Regions from separate parts of the Mus musculus genome. Here region 1 is linked to region 2. A link is a contact called in public Hi-C data. All regions are on one chromosome and are shown on one strand. Each heading gives the region's core, a stretch centred on a gene start, on an enhancer-like site or on the middle of the called end of the contact. The rest is flanking DNA. Distances are from core to core; before and after follow the strand shown. Region 1 overlaps Tmem163 (transmembrane protein 163). Region 2 overlaps Tmem163 (transmembrane protein 163).

The links. Hi-C and Micro-C count contacts between places; a contact is called where the count stands out from the background.
Region 1: a Hi-C map of centroblasts shows a contact between it and region 2, with 2.2 times the contacts expected there. The contact joins two enhancer-like sites. A contact is called at or near these places in 12 of 484 Hi-C or Micro-C datasets (B cells, CD4 T cells, the CH12 cell line and 7 more), 5 of 115 datasets of contacts at active chromatin or transcription factors (effector CD8 T cells, embryonic stem cells, extraembryonic endoderm stem cells and 1 more) and 2 of 9 other capture datasets (adipose tissue and pancreatic islet).

The regions. Positions count from the first base shown.
Region 1 is chr1:127,575,653-127,580,494 of GRCm38.p6, forward strand. All of the region lies in intron 2 of Tmem163 (transmembrane protein 163), which reads right to left. Among named protein-coding and RNA genes, the nearest start is that of Gm41947, 99 kb to the left of the region's middle. Within about 2 kb of position 1,734, at least 28 of the 459 cell types and tissues checked have an H3K27ac peak or open chromatin away from gene starts, as enhancers often do. A contact at or near this core is called in B cells, centroblasts and centrocytes, where this site is marked.
Region 2 is chr1:127,497,180-127,501,720 of GRCm38.p6, forward strand. It overlaps Tmem163 (transmembrane protein 163), which reads right to left. Exons shown (of 8, transcript NM_028135.2): 6 at 3,005-3,116. Among named protein-coding and RNA genes, the nearest start is that of Gm41947, 20 kb to the left of the region's middle. Within about 2 kb of position 3,257, at least 20 of the 459 cell types and tissues checked have an H3K27ac peak or open chromatin away from gene starts, as enhancers often do. A contact at or near this core is called in B cells, centroblasts and centrocytes, where this site is marked.

The sequences.
Region 1 (4,842 bases), core at 484-2,983, 77 kb after region 2:
AACATAAAAAGAGTCACTAAGAAGTGGCAGTAAGAATCTGAACCTTTTGCAAATGGCCCGGCAGGACTCCTTACCCACCAGCAGAATGCCTCTCTCTGAGGCCAAGTTTTTCATTTTAGGAGACAAAAGTCTCCCACACAAAAAGGAGCCAGCAGGAGAGAGAGATAATGGCCGGGCCCCTCCTGGGGCTCCAGGCTGACAAGACTAAGGGTTTTGAGTCCAGCAGGGGTCATACCTTTCTCAATAGCTAATGCATCTGAAAGTATTTTCAAGTCTAAACAGAAAGGGCAGGGCTGGACTGCAGCCCCGGGCTCCATCCCTAGCTCTGTATGAGAAGAGTGTGCCCTATAGTGTATGTGACTGCAACCCCAGCGCTCATGTGCCATAGACCCAGAACTCAGGAAGAAGGAGGGCTGGTGAGGGTTTTGAATGGGGGTACTGTTAAATAAGGACACTAAGATGGGCTGCCGAGGGTGTGGAGTTTATTTAAAAAGCTGTTAAGGCTGTGAACCAACAGATAGACAATAGCATAGCTGGGGCTCTGAGGAAAGTCCAGGCCCCAGCACCAAAGACTGACCCCATGGCAGGAGCACTGACCAGAAGAATCTGGGCCCATGTTGCAGAAGGGGGCAGGGGATCTCTTCGAGCTCTCTGAAGGAGGAGGTTGTTCACAGCACAAGCCTGTCCCCAGACTGATTTCCCATAGGCCTGGGGAAGGGGACGGGTGTGGAGCAGGACAGTGGCCATGGGTGAGCTTGCTAGCCATGGGGAGGAATCCTGGCGCCTGGCACCTGGATGAGAGAGGGTGTGGTAACCTCTCAGCAGCAGGGTGACTGCAGGCAGTGTGGTCTGAGTAACTGTCTGAACTCTCTCTCTCTCTCTCTCTCTCTCTCTCTCCCTCGCTCTCGCTCTCTCACTCTCCCCCCCCCCCTCTCCCTCGCGCTCTCTCTCTTTCTCTGTTCCTTCCTTCCTTTGTTTTCTTGTCTTTTCTTTTCTTGGTTCTTTTGTTGTTGTTGTTATTTTGTCTCTTTCCTCACACCCCTGATCCCCAGCCTGGAGCTGAGGACCCAACCCAGGGCTTTGCACTTGCTGAACAAGCAAGCACTCTGCCACCGAGCTAAATCCCCAACCCCTGGTCTCTGAACTTTACAACCGGAAGTTTGCTGGAGTCAGCCTGGACTATGATAGGCCTACACTGCGACAAGGGGTCCTATTTCAATCCGAACAAAACAAAAGCAGAAAGAATTACTGTCACTAGGTCTCCCATTCAGGGAGAAAAGGACTATTTTGCTTATGCTTGGAACCTCGCGGCACTGCCATCAAGCCTCTAGATCCAGAACAGGAACTCGTATCATCACCCTTACCCCTCAGCCCCAGCTCGCTGTCAGTGTCAACGATAAAGCCTCGCCATCGCATCCGCTGTTGAGTTTTGTGCGTCAAACATGGTGTGCAGCCATTTGGAAGAGATTGATTTGATAGAGAATTGCAAAAGGCAACAGACAACACCTCCCCAAGGCACCGAGGCGCCATTAATACGGAAAACACCAGGCACATCTCAAGTAGTGCTGGCACTCAGCTCTGATGACTCTCTTCCCAGCCTGTCACAGGGACCTGACCCACGGCTTAGACCCATGTAAGATGCCATGGCCTAATTGGATAAATGATGGTGCGTGGGTGGGTGTGCAGCCATGCATGTACATACACATAAAACAGTTTCTGTACAGCTCAGCCAAGTGGCACCGCCCCCATGCTCATAGAGAGGGAGGGTGGAGATTGCTCTGTACACTGACAACCCAACCTATACTCCACATCCAAACCTCCTCTACTGTAGAGATGCAAAAGTCCACGGCTGGCGCACCCAGTGTTTTTTTATTTGCTTGTTTTTGAGACAGGGTCTCTTGTAGCCCAGACAGGTCTTGAACTCACTACGTGGCAGAGAACAACTTGAACTCCTGATCCTTCTACCTCCATCTACTAGGTTCTGGTATTACAGGCCTGACCTTGTTGAAGATACTAACTCAAAAGCCAAAGGAATGTATATAAAATCTCTGTTGTCTTTGAAATCATTGGTTTACAGCCTGAGTTTTTCTCGATCGACAACACAGCCCTTGCACTAATGGAGTGTTTTCCTCTTTTATACAGCCAGAAAGAGCCCATTTGATGCTAAGCTGAGAGATCTAGGCAAAAAAAAAAAAAAAAAAAAAAAAAAAAAAGCAAGAAACAAATGAGAATTATTTCACCAAAGACCAATGATCAAAGCAGGGCACTGGGCCAGATCTGATATGTAAATGGATCTCAGCCCAAGGCCTCAGTCAGTAATGTACCCATCTCGTAGGGGAGAGGATTTGAGTTTGCATCCCAGAACCCACTTTAAAGCAGTGAACGTGGTGGGCATCATGATCCCAGGGCTGGGAAGGTAGAGGCAGGAGGATCCCTGGTGCCTGCTGGCCAGCCACCCTAGCCTACTTAGAGAGTTCCAGGCCAGTGACCCTAAACTGACAAAGCAGAAGTAATTTATACCTGTGCGGTAACACGGCAAGAGGAGTTCTCTTACACTGAGAGGATGTGTTTTGGGGGCACTTCAAATGCATGCTGTCTCTCACCTCAGTGACTTTGGTAGCAAGGGAAACAAAGGTGAAGAGAGTTTGAATTCATTAGAGGTTGAAGATTAATTAGGTCATCTCAGCCCCACGAGTCACAGCCATCAATTTAAGAGACACAACACCATACACTGGGTTTTAATGAGTAGGGTTACAAAACTGTTTAAGAGCAAAAACTCAACTGCCAAGCCCTGTTAAGCAGGTTGATAGAAGATCGTCCCAGGGGCACTACGGAGAGTCTCTTAGCCAGAGAAGCATAAAATAAAATCCTTGACAGGTGTTTGCCACCAGAATATGCCATTGTATATGTGTGATAGAATCCATTCATTTGTGTATTGTGCAATGTGTGTTGGTAAGACAACAAAAAGTTAATGTGGTAGAGGCTAAGGATGTAGTTCTGTCAGTAGAGTGCTTAGGTAAAACACAGAAAGCCCTAGTTCCCATCCACAGCACCTCCTAAACCAGATGTGGTGGTATAAACCTGATGTGGAGGCTGGAAAGTCAAGGTCATCCTCTGATGGGTACCAAGGCCAACCTCCCCTATCTGAGGTCTTGTCTCATAGCGGGGTGGGGAAGGAGAAAGAGGGAGGCAGAGGAGAGGTGGGAGGAGGAATAAATAATTAATCAGTGCTTAATTAGACCAAAGACCAACATATGTGTCGGTCAAAATGGGGGCAAGGTGAGGATGGTATTTCCAGATTGAACCAGCCTTGACTAGAGCAACATTCCCCAGGAGGTATTAAGAAACCTCTGAGATGCCGCCAAGTTATCCAATTGTGAGATCCTGAAGTGAAGCCGGAAACATTGCCAATAATAAGCAGTGGTACAGTGAGAGCGGAGCCAGGCAGGAAGGTCGAGAGTAGCTGGAGTCTATCCCACCTCAGGCTGACCCTGACCTTACCTGGCTTCTTCCCTTCCCTTCCCTTCCCTTCCCTTCCCTTCCCTTCCCTTCCCTTCCCTTCCCTTCCCTTCCCTTCCCTTCCCTTCCCTTCCCTTCCCTTCCCTTCCCTTCCCTTCCCTTCCCTTCCCTTCCCTTCCCTTCCCTCCCCCCCCTTCTTTTCTTTTCTTAACTATTAAAACTGAGCCATTGCCTGCAAAAGCAGCTATTTGGAGCAAGAACAGAGACCCAAGAGCTCAAGTAGCTCTCTTCTTGAAAACCAATTACAATTTTTCTAATTACTGAGGAGTCAAGCCTGCAGAGTTTTCACACCTTCTCCTTAAGTGCCTCCTTGCAAAGCCTTCCCATGCCTGACTCTTCCCAGACTATCTGAAATTCCCCACCTCACTGTGGTGAGAGAAACTGAATGTCAGCACTCATAGTCACCCAGAACAGAGCCTGCCACTTGCTAAATATCTCCACCTACTCCACCTGCCTGCTGCGCTCTTCCCAGCAAACCCTTCTTGCAGCAGTTAGGGTACTGGTCATACTCTTCGAAGACATGCAGGGTAGGGTGGGGTCATTGGTCTTTGTGTGTGTGTTTGTGTTGTGTGTGTGTTTGTGTTGTATGTATGTGGTGTGAGTGCCACTGAGCATATGTAGAGGTCAGAGGACAACCCCAGGTGCCAGTCCTTGCCTTCCACCTTGTTAGAGACAAGATCTTTTGTTGACACTCACCCTGGCTGGCTGGCCTCTAAGCATCTGGGGATTCTCCTGTCTCTGCCTCCCATCTCAGTGTAGGAGTCCTGGGATTGTAGATCTGCACTACTACTCCCTGGACTTCATGTGGCCTTTGGGGATCCAAACAGGTCCTCAGGCTTGCATGGCAAACATTGCCCACTGAGCAGTCTCCCTACCCCGAGGAGGAGGGTTTTTATGAGGCCCATGAGGTCCTAGCTTTGGGAGCCAAGAGAGTGCAGTCTGGGAGGAGGATCTACCTGAGTTTTCCCATCTGCATTTGAGCTCACATATACACAATGTGTACGCTACTCCATATTAGCCGATGAACACTAAAGAACAGAACCTCACATGAACAGTAGAACTCAAAAGGCAACTGCTCTGTTTCCTGTTTCTCTCCTGACTTTGGGTCACTCATCCTTTCACATGGTCAACCAGTCAAAGTGCAGCTGCCTAAAATAGAAGGCAGTTGTACCTGCTGGTACCATGATGCTGAGGGGAGTGCGTGGTGGTATAAGCATGGGGTAGACATTCTAAGAGCTATAGCAGTCAGACCATTCAAGGGATGTGAAGAGAAGGAGGAGAAGTTGGATGAGGAGGAAAGAAAAGATGTGGGAGTGGGGGTGG
Region 2 (4,541 bases), core at 2,007-4,506:
CAGAAAGACATAGAGAGGTGGAGAAACAGAAAGACAGAGAAAGAAAAAGGCAGAGTCAATCAGGCAGAGACAGAATAAAGGCCACCCTCACCTGCCATTGGTATATCACAGTCTACCTTGTTTTTTCAAGTCCAGCCACTGAACCTGAAGCTGGGTGGCCTGAAGCCAGCGACCTCTGCCAGGACTGGAATCACGGGGATACAACACTACTATGCCAAGGGTTTCTTCCAGTTGACTTCGGGAGATGAAACTCGGGTCCTGAAGGGGCTGGAGCCCCATTACACACACACTAGTCTCTAGCAGTCACTTACAGATGCAGGCTGTGCCCTCCCTTCTAACCTAGGGCTGCTCTGAGAAGTAAATCCCGCAGTTGCTTTGACAGCACAGAATGGCTGAATCTGTGTGAACTGGAGATACCACTGGCTTGACTGTAAGGTCTATATTGAAATCTGTGTGATTCGTGCCATTAAATGCATGTAGAACATTCTGAGAAGGCTTTTCACAGAGGTGTTGGGTGCAAATGAGAGCCCCATCAGAGGGTTCCCTGGTTCCTCCAATCTGTCAGCCTTTATTTGAAATTTCACCAGGGACACCTCTCACATACTTTTGACTTACTTTTTCTAGTCACTTGTTGCTCAGGACTTTACCCTTGTCGCCCAGGCTGTCCTCACACTCACCCAGGATGACCTTGAACTCATCCTTCTGCACTCTTCCAAAGCGCTGGGATTCTAGGTGTACAACACCCCCCCCATGCCTGATATTCTAGGTACCCAGATCTTCACTCATTTAGGCAAGTGCTCTACCAACAGAGCTACATTCCTGGCCCCATCCTGAGGGCACGCTTGTATATTTGCTGAATATCTAGAGAAATAAGCCAACTGGACCAAGACCAATTAAGCATCATGAAGATGCTTGTCAACCCTCCGTGACACCACCATCCACCAGTTGCTATCCCTCTTCCCTGAAGACCTGCTTCTTGGATGTAAAGACACCAACTCTACACACACACACACACACACACACAGGACCTGAGTAGCCAAACCAGTCCAGGATGCATCAACCCCATGGGAACAGGTAAGGGAATGTTGAGCTTATAGTCTAAGAGGTCTCTATGGGGACATTGCTTCCTCTCTCTTTGGGGAGCAAAGGTTCTTGGCTCTGCCTCAGCAGAGGAACAGCTTCAGGGCATGCATCAAAAAGAAGCAAGACAAATGGAGAGAAGATTTGGATGGGGTGAGAAGAGAGCCCCTCCCCCAGGCATCTGGATAAAGCTGTGCTTTTCACCCTTCCTAATCCTGCAACCCTTTGACACAGTTCCTCATGTTGTGGTGACCCCCCCCCACACACACACACCCAACCATAAAATTATTTCTGCTGCTACTTCATAACTGTCATTTTATTACTGTTATGTACCATAATGTAAGTATTTTATATGCAAGATAGCTGATATGTGACCCCCCCTGTGGAGTCATGACTAAACTGGACTAAAGCCTCTCACCAGTACAGAGAAGCAAGACTCTCAGTATCATTAGCAAGAGCTTAAGGCTTCTCTCTCCATTCTTAGCCACGAGGCTGGAATTTTCTAGGTATCTCACCAGACACCCCATTATCAGGGAAAGGACATATGCAACACACTCATCACAGTGGTGGGGGAGGGGTGAGAAGTGCAGTGAAGCCCAGACGCAGATCTGAGTATCGAATATCTCTGAGGCTAAGGGGAAAGCACTCCCACTGGCACCAAGCACCTCCGTCCAGGGAGATGAGGTCATGCTCTGTGACAGTCCTCGTCAAATTGACACCGTCTAGCACCATTGGACAAGGAAGTCTCAATGAGGGATGGTCTAGATCAGGTTGCCCTGTGGGTTTGTGGAGAATCGTGCCTATTGACTTGATTCTTGCAGGAAGAATGCCTAAAAGGGAGTGGCCCCGCTCCTTGGATTCGGACACTCAGCTGCAGAGAGTAGAGAAAGCTAGCCGGCATCTAATGAGCAAGCATGCGTTCATTCTCTCTGCCCTTGACTATGCTTGTATTGTGATAAGCTGCTACAAATTCCTGCCTTGACTTCCCTGAGACGATGCTGGAAGTCTAAGCCCAAATAACCTTTCTCCCCTAAGTTGGCTTTTGTCTGGATATTTTACCATAGCCACAGTCTTCATGATCATGGGCGGGTCTGGGGGACACCACAGGCAGGCTTCAGGCTTTCTCACAGCAGAGGTGGGGACAGCAGAAGGTGGTTTTGACTACCCTGTGACTCCTCCAGGCACCCCGGGGGTGAAAACAGGATGAGGGAGGCACAGAACCTGTAGCTTAGAGACACCAAGGCCCCACCAGGCTCTGTGCTCATTTGATTTAAGAACCTGGGCCACAGCTATGTCCCCAAGAGAAAGATGTCTCAACCTCCAATCCATTTGACTGATGTTTGGTTTGGTTTTTGAGGCAGGATCTCATGTAGCCTATGCAGGCCTGGAACTTACTAAGAAGCCAAGGATAACCTTGAATTTATGGTCCCCCTGCCTCCACCTCTCTAATGCTGCGACGATAGACAGGTGTGCACCACTACACCCAGATGATGCCCTACTGAGGCTCAACCCCCAAGCCTTGTACATGCCGGGCAAGCACTCTATAAACTCTTTAAACTATAGCTCCATCTCTTTCCTTCATAAAATAAAAGACCAGGTATGGTGGCACACTCCTGTAATCCCAACACACATGAGTGTAAAACAGGAGGAAAGAAAGTGTAGGGTCAGCCTGAGCTACATGACCCTGTCTTAGGAAACCAAAAGGAACCTAGCCATTTCTGCTCTATTTTATGTCATTTGACTCAGGGTGGTAGACACTAGCTCCAAGTTTCATGAAGTAGGCAGTTTGGGGAATAGGGATGGGGTGAATGGGTCCCCTCATCATTGAATTCATCTGCAAGACCTCAGCATCTAACAGCATCCAGGCAGGACCTTTCTTGTCTCCGAGCTCAGCCATCAGACAGTGTATGCCCGCACCACTCACCGTCTGTGATGAGAGCCCTGCTTGTCAGGACCTTCCCCAGCATAAACTTCAGCACAGCCAGTACGCTGCAAAGGATCCCGCTTAGAATGGAGACGCTGAACAGGAAATCATCCTAGGAGAGAGCAGTCCAGATTTTGACATGTTATCTCTTGCTGGAACAATCATCTCAAGACCCCTTGTCACAGCTGCCTGCTTTGTGCCAGGAGCAGGTAGCCAGTCAGGCAAGCTACCACCAGGTGGCGGTATACCGCCAGTGTTCGCCTGTGTGACTGGCGTTGAGACGATGATTAAAAGCAGCCAGACTAATATTTACAAAGCCATTATGTATTCCCTCTCTTCTTACTATTCTGCTAAAACACACAGCAATCATTGATTGTCAACAGGGTTGATGATAATGCCAAGAACAATGGCTAAGCAATATTCTACTGATAATTCACAAAGCATCCAATTGAGAGTTTTAGAGCCACATCACGGCCCAAGAATCCTTTCTCACTGGATTAGCCACAGAATCACTTACGGCTAGAGATACTTAAAACACAGTGTGTTTTTTTTTTTTTCGTTCACACAATTGAGATTTCAAAGATAGTCTTCAAGGTAAGAAAAAGTGGTGCCTAAAAATAGTCCACTGTTGACGTGATGTTAGCACTGCCCGTAGGTGCTGCGTTAACGTTTGCAAGCAAATGGGTGAGTCACTTGTGCGAAGCTGGAGTCTTCACTGCTATCTCTCGACAGCAGGCCCCTTGAGACTTCCTTTGTGCGCCCACGCGCTGCCACGCGCTGCCACGCGCTGCTCCCCTGAGACCCAGCCACCAGGTTCTCCCGAATTAAAATGCACCTGCCAGCAGAAATCCAACACGGTAGCAGATATCCACGGAGAAATAGGATCTTCCTAAAGCATTTTATTAATAAATTTGCTATCCCAGTGACAGACGCAGGGACAAAGGAGACAGCTTGGTTTGCCAGGCCTAAAACTTAACTAAATCATTTAGAAAATCACCTCTCCAGGCTTGTGGTCTCTGTACAGTTTGAGCATCGCTCACAAGACACCCACCAATGGCAGGGGGCAGCTCTGCCGGCATGTGCTCACAAATTCTCATCCACTCTTTCATCTAGGAAGGTCAATCAGCCCCAGGTCACCAGCTCTCCTTGAACTTGAGCTGAACCTAGAGCATCTAAACTGCAGATATAACAGGAAAAGGGAGACTGAGGCAGCTGAGATTGTTCAAGGTGACAGTGCTTGCTGCTAGGCCGGCTGATGCGAGATCAATCCCTGGGACTCACATGGTGAAGGAGGGAACTCACTACCCTGAGCTGTCCTTGACCCTCCAACCATGCTGTGGCAAGTGTACATGCATCCTGGAATGTGAGTGCGTCATACACACACATAGACACACATAGACACACACCCTCACACACATAAGCATACACACTAAAATTAAAATCTAATTTAAAAAATTAAAGAAATGGGGAAATGGTAACATTAAATGGTTTAAACCCACCAAACACCATCTATTCAAGTTAACAAAAGTTAACATCA